Linked DNA regions of Mus musculus: all the other regions are linked to region 3. Evidence: chromatin contacts called from public HiChIP or PLAC-seq data. All regions are on one chromosome and are shown on one strand. The core of a region is the stretch at or near the end of the contact, and the rest is flanking DNA. Distances in the headings are between cores, read along the strand shown.

Region 1 (2,700 bases), core at 48-2,547, 290 kb after region 3:
CTTAAGGCACAGTGTTTTAAATCAAAAAATAACTTTTTAAAAATAAAAGACAACCAAAGCTTATGAGTAGCCAGTGTTAAGGAACAGCAAGGGGTCATTCTTTAAAATAATTGCGATGAGAAGCTCCAACAACTGAGAAAATTTAGGCGGTGTTTAAATCTACCCACAGCTGCATCCTGTTTCTCCCTCCCCCACCCCCCCAAATTATGCAACTCGGTTCGTGAAGAAAGGAAACCATACAACCCGCAGCTAAAGAAAGGGCTTCGCTAGATGTAACTTTTCCATTCTCAAGCACACAGAGAAAATCAGAATTCTGAGCAGGCCTCTGAACCGCCAACATCGTAAACTAAGCGCAGAACACTAAATCACTTTTCTGAACCAGGCTTTCCTCTACGTCCCGAAAAGTGGGTTTTCTTTGATTCATCCCTACAAATAGATTAGGAATACGGGTGTCTTAAAAATCCAGTTCCCAACGCTTTACCCTCTGCCACTGCTTCTCACTGAAAGAGTTACAAGAAGGAAACTACATCTCTCTCCATCAGCTCCAAAAACCTCATAATAGTGTTATAATTTCTCAGAGGTTCTTGAATTCGGAGGTCGGGGGAGAAGTGAAAAGGGAAAAGGTTATGAGATGGAAGAAAAGAGAATCCGAGGCTCTCAAGTTCTTTTCCAGGAAGCCAGCGCGCTAGCCCTCAGGGTCCCTTGGGCGCTGGACTCCGCAGAGGTCTAGGCAAGGACAACGTGCCAGAATCAGGACAAGGCATCTAATCACTCATGACTATTCGCGTCTGTCCGGCCGCTAAGGAAGTCACAGGGGCCGCTTAACGTCTCGACTATGGGGGGGGGGGGGGGTGGAGGGAAGTCCCTCCCCATCCTCCCAGCGTGTGAACCCCGAATAGAGGGGCAAGGAATCTCGCGGGTGGGTACCTTGAGGGCGCTCGGCGCGGGCGCCACCTCTGGGACGGGACTCCACGGCCCCGCAGGAGGACACGGAGGAAGTGGAGGAGAAATCGGAGGAGTCGGAGCCGGGCGAGCCGGGCGCGGAGGGCACGGCGGACAGGTAGCCGGTGTCGCCGGCGCCGGGGGCGGAAGGAGGCGAGGCGCCGTAGAAGTAAGCCAGGTTGAGCGGGCTGGTCATGAGGCCGCAGTCGCCGGCCGCGTCCAGCAGCCCCTCTCCGCCGCGGCTGTCGTCCAGCAGCTTGTCCACGATCATGCTCCCAGGCTAGGCGCTCGGGGTCCCCAGACACCTGCGCCACCGGATGGCTACGCGGTTGGCTGCGGCAGAGCGACTAGTACGTGCGCGCCCGGAGGGGACCGGGCTATTTAAATGAACTGACCTCCTCCTCCGCGCTCCGCCCGGTGAGGCGGCGCCTGGGCTGCCTCCCGCCCCGCCTCCGGATGTGTCTAGTTTCCAGTAAAATGCCCGGGATGAGGCAATGTGCCCTCCGCCCTCGCCCCGCCCCGCCCGGGCCGACCGGTTGTTTTCCGGCGGCTCACCTGGAAACCCCGGCTAGCACCCGCGCCCCGAACCCCCGTCGGGGCCAGCTCCAAGTTTCCCCGGTTGGCCTTCGCTGGACGCACCGCATCCCCAGGGGCCCGGGGTCCGCGGCAACCGCTGTCTGCGCAGGGGCTGCGATGCCCGGGGGCGAGCGGGAGCCCCGGGCTGCTGCAAGAACAGGTCCGCCCAGTTCGGGGAGTGGGAAGCCAGAGCGGTGCGTGCAGAGTTCAGTCTCCTCCCTTGCCTCCAACATTTAGCCCGCCTCCAAACCTGGAAGCGGTTGCCCGCGGACTTTCTGGCCTGGACTCAATTTCAGAGCTCTTGCAGTTTCTCTAACTTCATATCTGGGCCATAAGCAATCTTTTTTTTTTTTTTAGTACAGTATTAGAATAAACAGCAATGACTACCCTTTCGTATCCTTCAATACTAGAAAAAAGCTTCTAGCAAAATGATGAATACGCATATATGCGTGTATATTCTTTGTATGTTTTATATTATTTTTTACGTATTATGTAACGTTTTATTCTGCACAACTTGACCTAGTCCTGATAAACACAGGGATTTTGATGCCTCTACCTTGAATACTTTTTTCAATGTTTATACTTCCGCCGCAAATCCAACTAGCGAACCGTCAAGGGAAGTTTATTTTTAAGGGAGAGAAAGAATGAATGATTAAGTCTAAATTTTCAAGTAACATCTTAACACGTGGGGATAAGGTATACACACACCGATGAAAAGAAACTGACTATGATTAAACATCGTGAGAGGTACAAAGTTCAGTGAACAGCCTAAAAAGAGACTTTCTTGTGGAGAGGGGGAGAAGGGGGAAGTCTTCGCAAAGAATGAGATGAGCCCTAAAGGATGGCCCTAAAGCGTTTGCAGGAAAATCATCTGCCAAGAATTAAGGCCAGGAGTCAGGGAAGAATCCGCAGTGCCTTTTAGGACTGCCAAAGGGAAAATAGCATAAATGTGAAAGGTAACCTGAGCGGAGCACCTACAGGGACCAGCGAAGTTACTAGAACTTTAACGTGAGGGAATCTGAAGCTGGCAGAAATGAAACAGTTTTAGAGAAGATGAGACTGAGGGGAGTCCTAGTGGCCTAAGAAGAAGGAAAAAAAAAGTGACCTAGAAGAAGAGATAGTGGCAAAGAGGTAAGTAGAAATAACTAGATCATTACGTAAGTAAATGGCTCTGCTAGGCAG
Region 2 (2,740 bases), core at 196-2,695, 360 kb after region 3:
CCCTGACCAGCCCAGCAGTCTGATCCCCCAGGAGCCACAAGGTAGAACCACATTCCAGCGTTTGGCCTTGGCCTTTGCTCTCTGCAAATGAATTTTCTTTACACCTTAGGAGGCCAACACCTTTGCTGGTTCTGCTTTTCCTATGTCTACACCTTAGGCTTGGATCCTTTGGCATCGCTTACTTTGAAACCCTTGATATCCCTTAGATAGCTACAGTAGACTGCCAAGTAGAAGAACCACTAAATAGAGTGGCCAGGGGGCATTGCTTACTTCAGTTGGCAAGGGCTAGTGGTACTAAAATGAATTTTGAACTGTGCCTTGCCATGGTCTCTCAGGACAACTGGATTCTGGAGCACTAGGAACAACCATTCCCTCTTCAGTGACCTTCCTTCAGCTCCTTTCTCAGTAGCCGATTACACACTTGGTCAACCCAGAAGAAATTATGAAAACAACAGACATGGAAAGAAGATAGTAAGCCCAGTCAAAAGGGGACAGAGCCCCCCACACTGCTGGGTTAAAGTATGGTGTGCCCTCCCCCTGAGAGGAATCAGACAGTCATGAGGGTCCTGGCAACCTGCCAGCTTCAAAGACACCCTAATATTCCAAATGACACATAATGCCTACAGGAAGAGAACACAATCACCAGGCAGTGTGATTCTTCATCCATTGGGAACACGGCAATAATCTATTGTTGATGAAAAGCAAGGGGGAAATTACACTTTCATATACATTTTTGCAAAATCCTGCCTCACAACCTCTCTGAGCACCACTGCCCTTCTGAACTTGAGTCAAGCAGAGACAGAACACAAGCCAAGATCTCAACATCCCACAGAGGACTGTCACACACATGTTCCTCCCTGCATGACTTCTCTGATGCCTCCAAAACTGCAGCTCAGTAAGGCCTGGGTAGTCCAAAGTATGAGGAGACAACAAGATAAGAAGCAGCTGGCGCCACAGCAGCGATGAGACTGGCGATAGGGACCAAGTGCAGTGTCGCCAAGCTCTCTGCACTGGGAGTGGAAAAAAGAAGAGAAGTAAGGGGTGGGGGTTGGGGGGAGGAGAGGGGCCTGACTGCGCTCTCGGGTACAGGTCACCTGAGGTGCCTGCTACCAGGCGCTGCGGCGCTGCAGCAAGTGGAGAAACTGAGGATGGAGATGTTCAGGCTCGCCCTGCATCCTCTCTGCAGCGGCTCGGATCATCCGGACCTTGGCAGTCGCAGCCCAGGGCTGAAGCTCTGCCTGCGTCTTCGACCGGGGCCTCGGCTCCCGGGCTCTGGAACGCAGTTGGGACTCCCGGGGCCGCAGCTCCCTACACCCGGCCGGGGACGTTAGGGACCCGAGGTCCGCGCGCGGAACACAGGGCTCTGCAGCTGCGGGGCGCACGAGGCACGCCGCACCGGGCGCTCTCGGGACAGGCTCCGCCCCGCCGCGCGCATAGTCGCAGCTCGCACTCACCGGGTCTCCGGTCTCGCTCGCCGCTCGCCCTCCCACGGGATGTGGACGCTCCGATCGGGGGCCTCCGCGCCAGGCTGTTCTCTCCCGGCTTCCTGACCGCGCTACGGAGCCTCACCCCCGACCCCCGGCTACGATTGGTCCGACTATGGGCGGGGCGGGGCGGAGCGGGGATGTTGACTGACAGCCGCGCAAGCTGAGTGATGTGCCCAGTGGCGAAACAAGGAGTTGGCACTGCCTGTGCTACCCGACCGCCCCAGGGAGCTTGGGTTAGGATGACTGTGTACCTCCGGAGATACACTCTAGCCCGAGGGCTGGACCCTTTTGGAGACACAAATACAGATGACCTTCGGACATCAGCGTTTCCCCGGAGCGTCCCCTCAACCGATTCTCTTCCTGAGAACTAACCACAATGCTGGCCTAGCAGTGGCGGAGCTGCTGGTACCAGAGAAACACTGCTTGCCAAACGTGAGCATAGAGATCTTGAAGCTTCTCTCTTTGAAGTTAGTTCTTGGCAAAAGCGCCAGGATATTCCACCCAAACCACCCTCAATGCTGGATTACCCTAGTTTGGACGTTTTATGTCAAAAGCAGCTTGGTGAATCTGAGATACTGAGAGGAGTTTCTAGAGGACAGAAAGGCCTGTGTGGGACAAAAGACGTTCCTGGCTTAGAGCACAGTGGGGTTGGACTTACTTTTAACCAGAGCAAAATGCTGGGGGATGGGGTGGAGTCTGGGGCTGGAGAGATGGCTCAGCAGTTAAGAGCACTGGCTGCGTGCTCTTCCAGAGGTCCTGAGTTCAATTCCCAGTAACCACATGGTGGCTCACAACCATCTGTAATGAGATCTGACGCCCTCTTCTGGTGTGTCTGAAGACAGCTACAGTGTACTCATATACATTAAATAAATACATCTTTTTAAAAAATGTTAAAAAAAAAAGTCTGCCCTCAGACTTAGTCCCAAGTTGAAGTAGAATCGATATGAATTCCAACTGTCATTAATTATCATTATATTTATTGACAATGGAGCTATAAGAGCCTGAGGTCAGGAAGAACAGAAGCAAAACAACTGTCTTCGGGGCATAATAAGACCACTGGGTTCATGAACGCAGAGCACCTGTGCTTGCCTCTACAAGACTTGAACAAAACCAACCCACCAACATTCTCACATGGCAGGACAAAGGGTTCATGTGTACACACACATTAACTGAAGACCCAATGATGGCATCTGGGAACAGGAGATACTGTTTTCCTAAGGGTATGGACCCTGATAGGTCAACCACTCTCCGGG
Region 3 (2,724 bases), core at 116-2,615:
TGAATTCCTCTAGCTGACAATAGGATTTTAACTTAGCACACTGTGCTTCAGCTCTGGCCCCTGCCTTTCTCTCCAACTCTATCTCCCAGAACTATCAGAAAGCTCTCCACTGGCCAGCAGTCTGCAGTACTTTTCGGTGTCTAAATATAAACACACCCACCTAAAGAGCCCTTCCTACACCTCACCTGCATGGATGGGTTTTCTTCTTTGAGGACACAACTCTAGCGCAGTATTGTCTCCTAGACTTCAGACCTTCCCCTGCCTTCTTTATGCTTCTAGGGCAATGCAAACCCAGAATTTACAATGTGATGACATAGTCTATATTCCTTCATTGATTTCTTGCTATTTGTCTTCCTAATTCCCCTGTGAGAAAGGTCTAACACCCTAAAGATAAGCCAGTAAAGTCAGTTAATAGTAATCAACCAGAAAATTCAGTCAAGAGAACAAAGAGACAGAGGCTTGAAGAATTAAAGAGCCAGAAATGAGGAAAAGGGTGGGGTCTGGGAGAGGCAGACAGGGGAAGAGACCCATCAGATTATTCTCTTTCCACCAGCTTCTTGTTTCAACGTGTGAGCCCCCGTCATGCACAGATGCTCTGTGCCCTGTCACAACAGAGAGACGAGCTTCAAAACCAGCTCTGCAGCTTCTCCTATGTGATCCAGCATAAATTACTAACCCTTCCTAAGCTCTGGTTCCCTTACCTCTACAATGAAGACAATTGTGTTTATTTCTGTCAGACAATAGTTACGAGGATTATGTCATGTAATTACCATCTACCTGATACATTGCCCAGCACTAAATCAACACATGGAGCGCTGTCAGCTGAAACTGCATTTCTAGGTCATGTTGAGAATGACAGAAGACACTTTTGCCCAAAACTGTAAGACATGCTCTAGTTTTGGATGCTGAACAACTCTTTTTCTGTAGGTCAATGCTAAATGCAGAACAACAAACTCTAAGCAATAACGCTGTCAACTATTTTAATCTGATCTATAGTCATTAAATGGCATCTGTTACAAGCCTTGTTTCAGAATCAATACAAATTTTAATATGTTATCAACATAGCTTAAAATTTGAAAAATTAAGAAAACAAGCAAAACATTACATGAGAATAATGAATAAGCCGTTCAAAGAGGAAGACCTAGTCTCACACAAAAACCTTTACTGAATAGAATTTGACCTTCCGAACCTTTCTGAGGTAGTTGAGAAATTCCCAACCACATGGAGGTAAAATAATGGATTAATTATTACATCTCTTTGCACTGGATGTCTTGAACAGTCATCAGCTTTCTTGCTTGGTCACTCATTAACAATCATTGTCTTGACATCCAAAGTATGTTGGATGACTAATAGTTCCCAGCAGCAGCAACTGATAGGAGTTACCGGAATCTCTGTTTACTGGGTTATTATATAGCTACACCTAGCTGCACAGCATGGCTAGTCACGACATTATGTGGTGTTTGGCCTAAAGAGAGTGCCATGTTCTCCTGGCTGTCACCACTCACCTGCAGTGCTTTGACCTCCCTTCTCACCTGCCTTTGCTTACACCCTCTTCTACCACGGACCACTTTCCTCTCCTATTATTCAAAGTTTACAAGTCATTTAAAGTCCAAGCTAAATGCCCCTTTGACCAATATCATCCCGATAGAGAGGTAATTTGCTATTGAGACCTACTGTACTTTATTGCAATTTCCCTATCATACATTTTGCCTTATGCCCTGTGCTCTTGTTATTAATATACTTGGCACACAATGAGCACTAAATAAGAGTCCACTAAATGCAGAAACTGGTGGCCCACTACAGCTGATGCTACTATAGATATTTGAAAATATACACAACCATGCCAGTCTCATGAACAGAAAACTCCTTGCTTCCCAGGAGGGAGCTCTGCTTTATACCGGGCAACTGGGCTCACTCTTTTTCTCTAGTTCCCCAAGGGCGGAGGAGGAATGTGGCTCTAATCAGAAGGAACTCTAAAATTTTGAGTTAATATCTCTTACCAGAAAAATAACTTAGCATGACTCTCACTTATTGATCTCATTTCCCTATGGCAACTGGATTCAAGTTTGAAAAATGAGAGAACATTGGAAATGAAGGTATAAGTGATGCTTTGAAATGAAGAAGGAATAGTTCACTGTCCCCCTTGTAAATCCACTAATGAGAGACCAGTGTCTTAACTGGGTTAAAATGAATCGGGTGGGTCAGAGTCCAAACCAGGACGCTAATGGAGGATATTCAATATCAGAGAGCATGAAGGAATATTTTCAATTTTCATCAGGCTGAGTAATGGCATAGTTATGAAATAAAAAAAAAACTTTTTTGACTAGAGGTGTGTGTTCCAAAATGATAAAATTCCTGGTATTAGCTTTGAAACACTCAAGAGAAAAAGAAGTAATAAAGAGAGATAGCAAGAGTGGTAAAATATTAACTCTCTTAACGTGAAGTTCTTTATATCATTTGCCATTTTTTTCCTTTGAGCCCTACAATATGTACACACACACACACACACACACACATGCGCACGCGCTCATTTCTAAAATATAGCCTTTAAGGTAACAGATGTCCTAATTTCTAAAAAGAATTTTTATCTCCAGGAGTATTCAGTGATAAAGAGGGGATGGATTTTGTTGTTTACTTTACAGTCTGAACTATCAGGTTTTATTCAGGGAACTCCAAAGCAGTGCTGTGATATGTGTTCCATGAAATAAATCAGAAAGCTATGTA

What was found. HiChIP or PLAC-seq counts read pairs in DNA pulled down with a chosen protein or histone mark.
Region 1: a FOXA1 HiChIP or PLAC-seq map of pancreatic cancer cells shows a contact between it and region 3. The contact joins the promoter of Nfkbiz here to the enhancer-like site in region 3. A contact is called at or near these places in 12 of 39 promoter capture datasets (the C10 cell line, the HPC-7 cell line, cancer-associated fibroblasts and 9 more), 2 of 15 datasets of contacts at CTCF or cohesin (CD8 T cells and pro-B cells), 13 of 484 Hi-C or Micro-C datasets (B cells, the Patski cell line, Th2 cells and 8 more), 46 of 115 datasets of contacts at active chromatin or transcription factors (the 230-238 cell line, CD8 T cells, the HPC-7 cell line and 35 more) and 4 of 9 other capture datasets (adipose tissue, embryonic stem cells, liver and 1 more).
Region 2: an H3K27ac HiChIP or PLAC-seq map of extraembryonic endoderm stem cells shows a contact between it and region 3, with 5 times the contacts expected there. The contact joins the promoter of Nxpe3 here to the enhancer-like site in region 3. A contact is called at or near these places in 8 of 115 datasets of contacts at active chromatin or transcription factors (the 230-238 cell line, bone marrow-derived macrophages, effector CD8 T cells and 4 more) and 3 of 9 other capture datasets (adipose tissue, embryonic stem cells and liver).

What each region holds. Positions count from the first base shown.
Region 1 is chr16:55,820,841-55,823,540 of GRCm38.p6, forward strand. Nfkbiz (nuclear factor of kappa light polypeptide gene enhancer in B cells inhibitor, zeta) reads right to left here and starts at 1,298. Exons shown (of 12, transcript NM_001159394.1): 1 at 928-1,298. The coding sequence starts at 1,213.
Region 2 is chr16:55,893,834-55,896,573 of GRCm38.p6, forward strand. Nxpe3 (neurexophilin and PC-esterase domain family, member 3) reads right to left here and starts at 1,446. Exons shown (of 6, transcript NM_001134457.1): 1 at 1,095-1,446.
Region 3 is chr16:55,531,541-55,534,264 of GRCm38.p6, forward strand. The region is part of intron 1 of Gm45968 (a long non-coding RNA gene); the gene reads right to left. Among named protein-coding and RNA genes, the nearest start is that of Mir5118, 38 kb to the left of the region's middle. Within about 2 kb of position 1,366, at least 46 of the 459 cell types and tissues checked have an H3K27ac peak or open chromatin away from gene starts, as enhancers often do. A contact at or near this core is called in cancer-associated fibroblasts, colon epithelium, embryonic fibroblasts and 7 more, where this site is marked.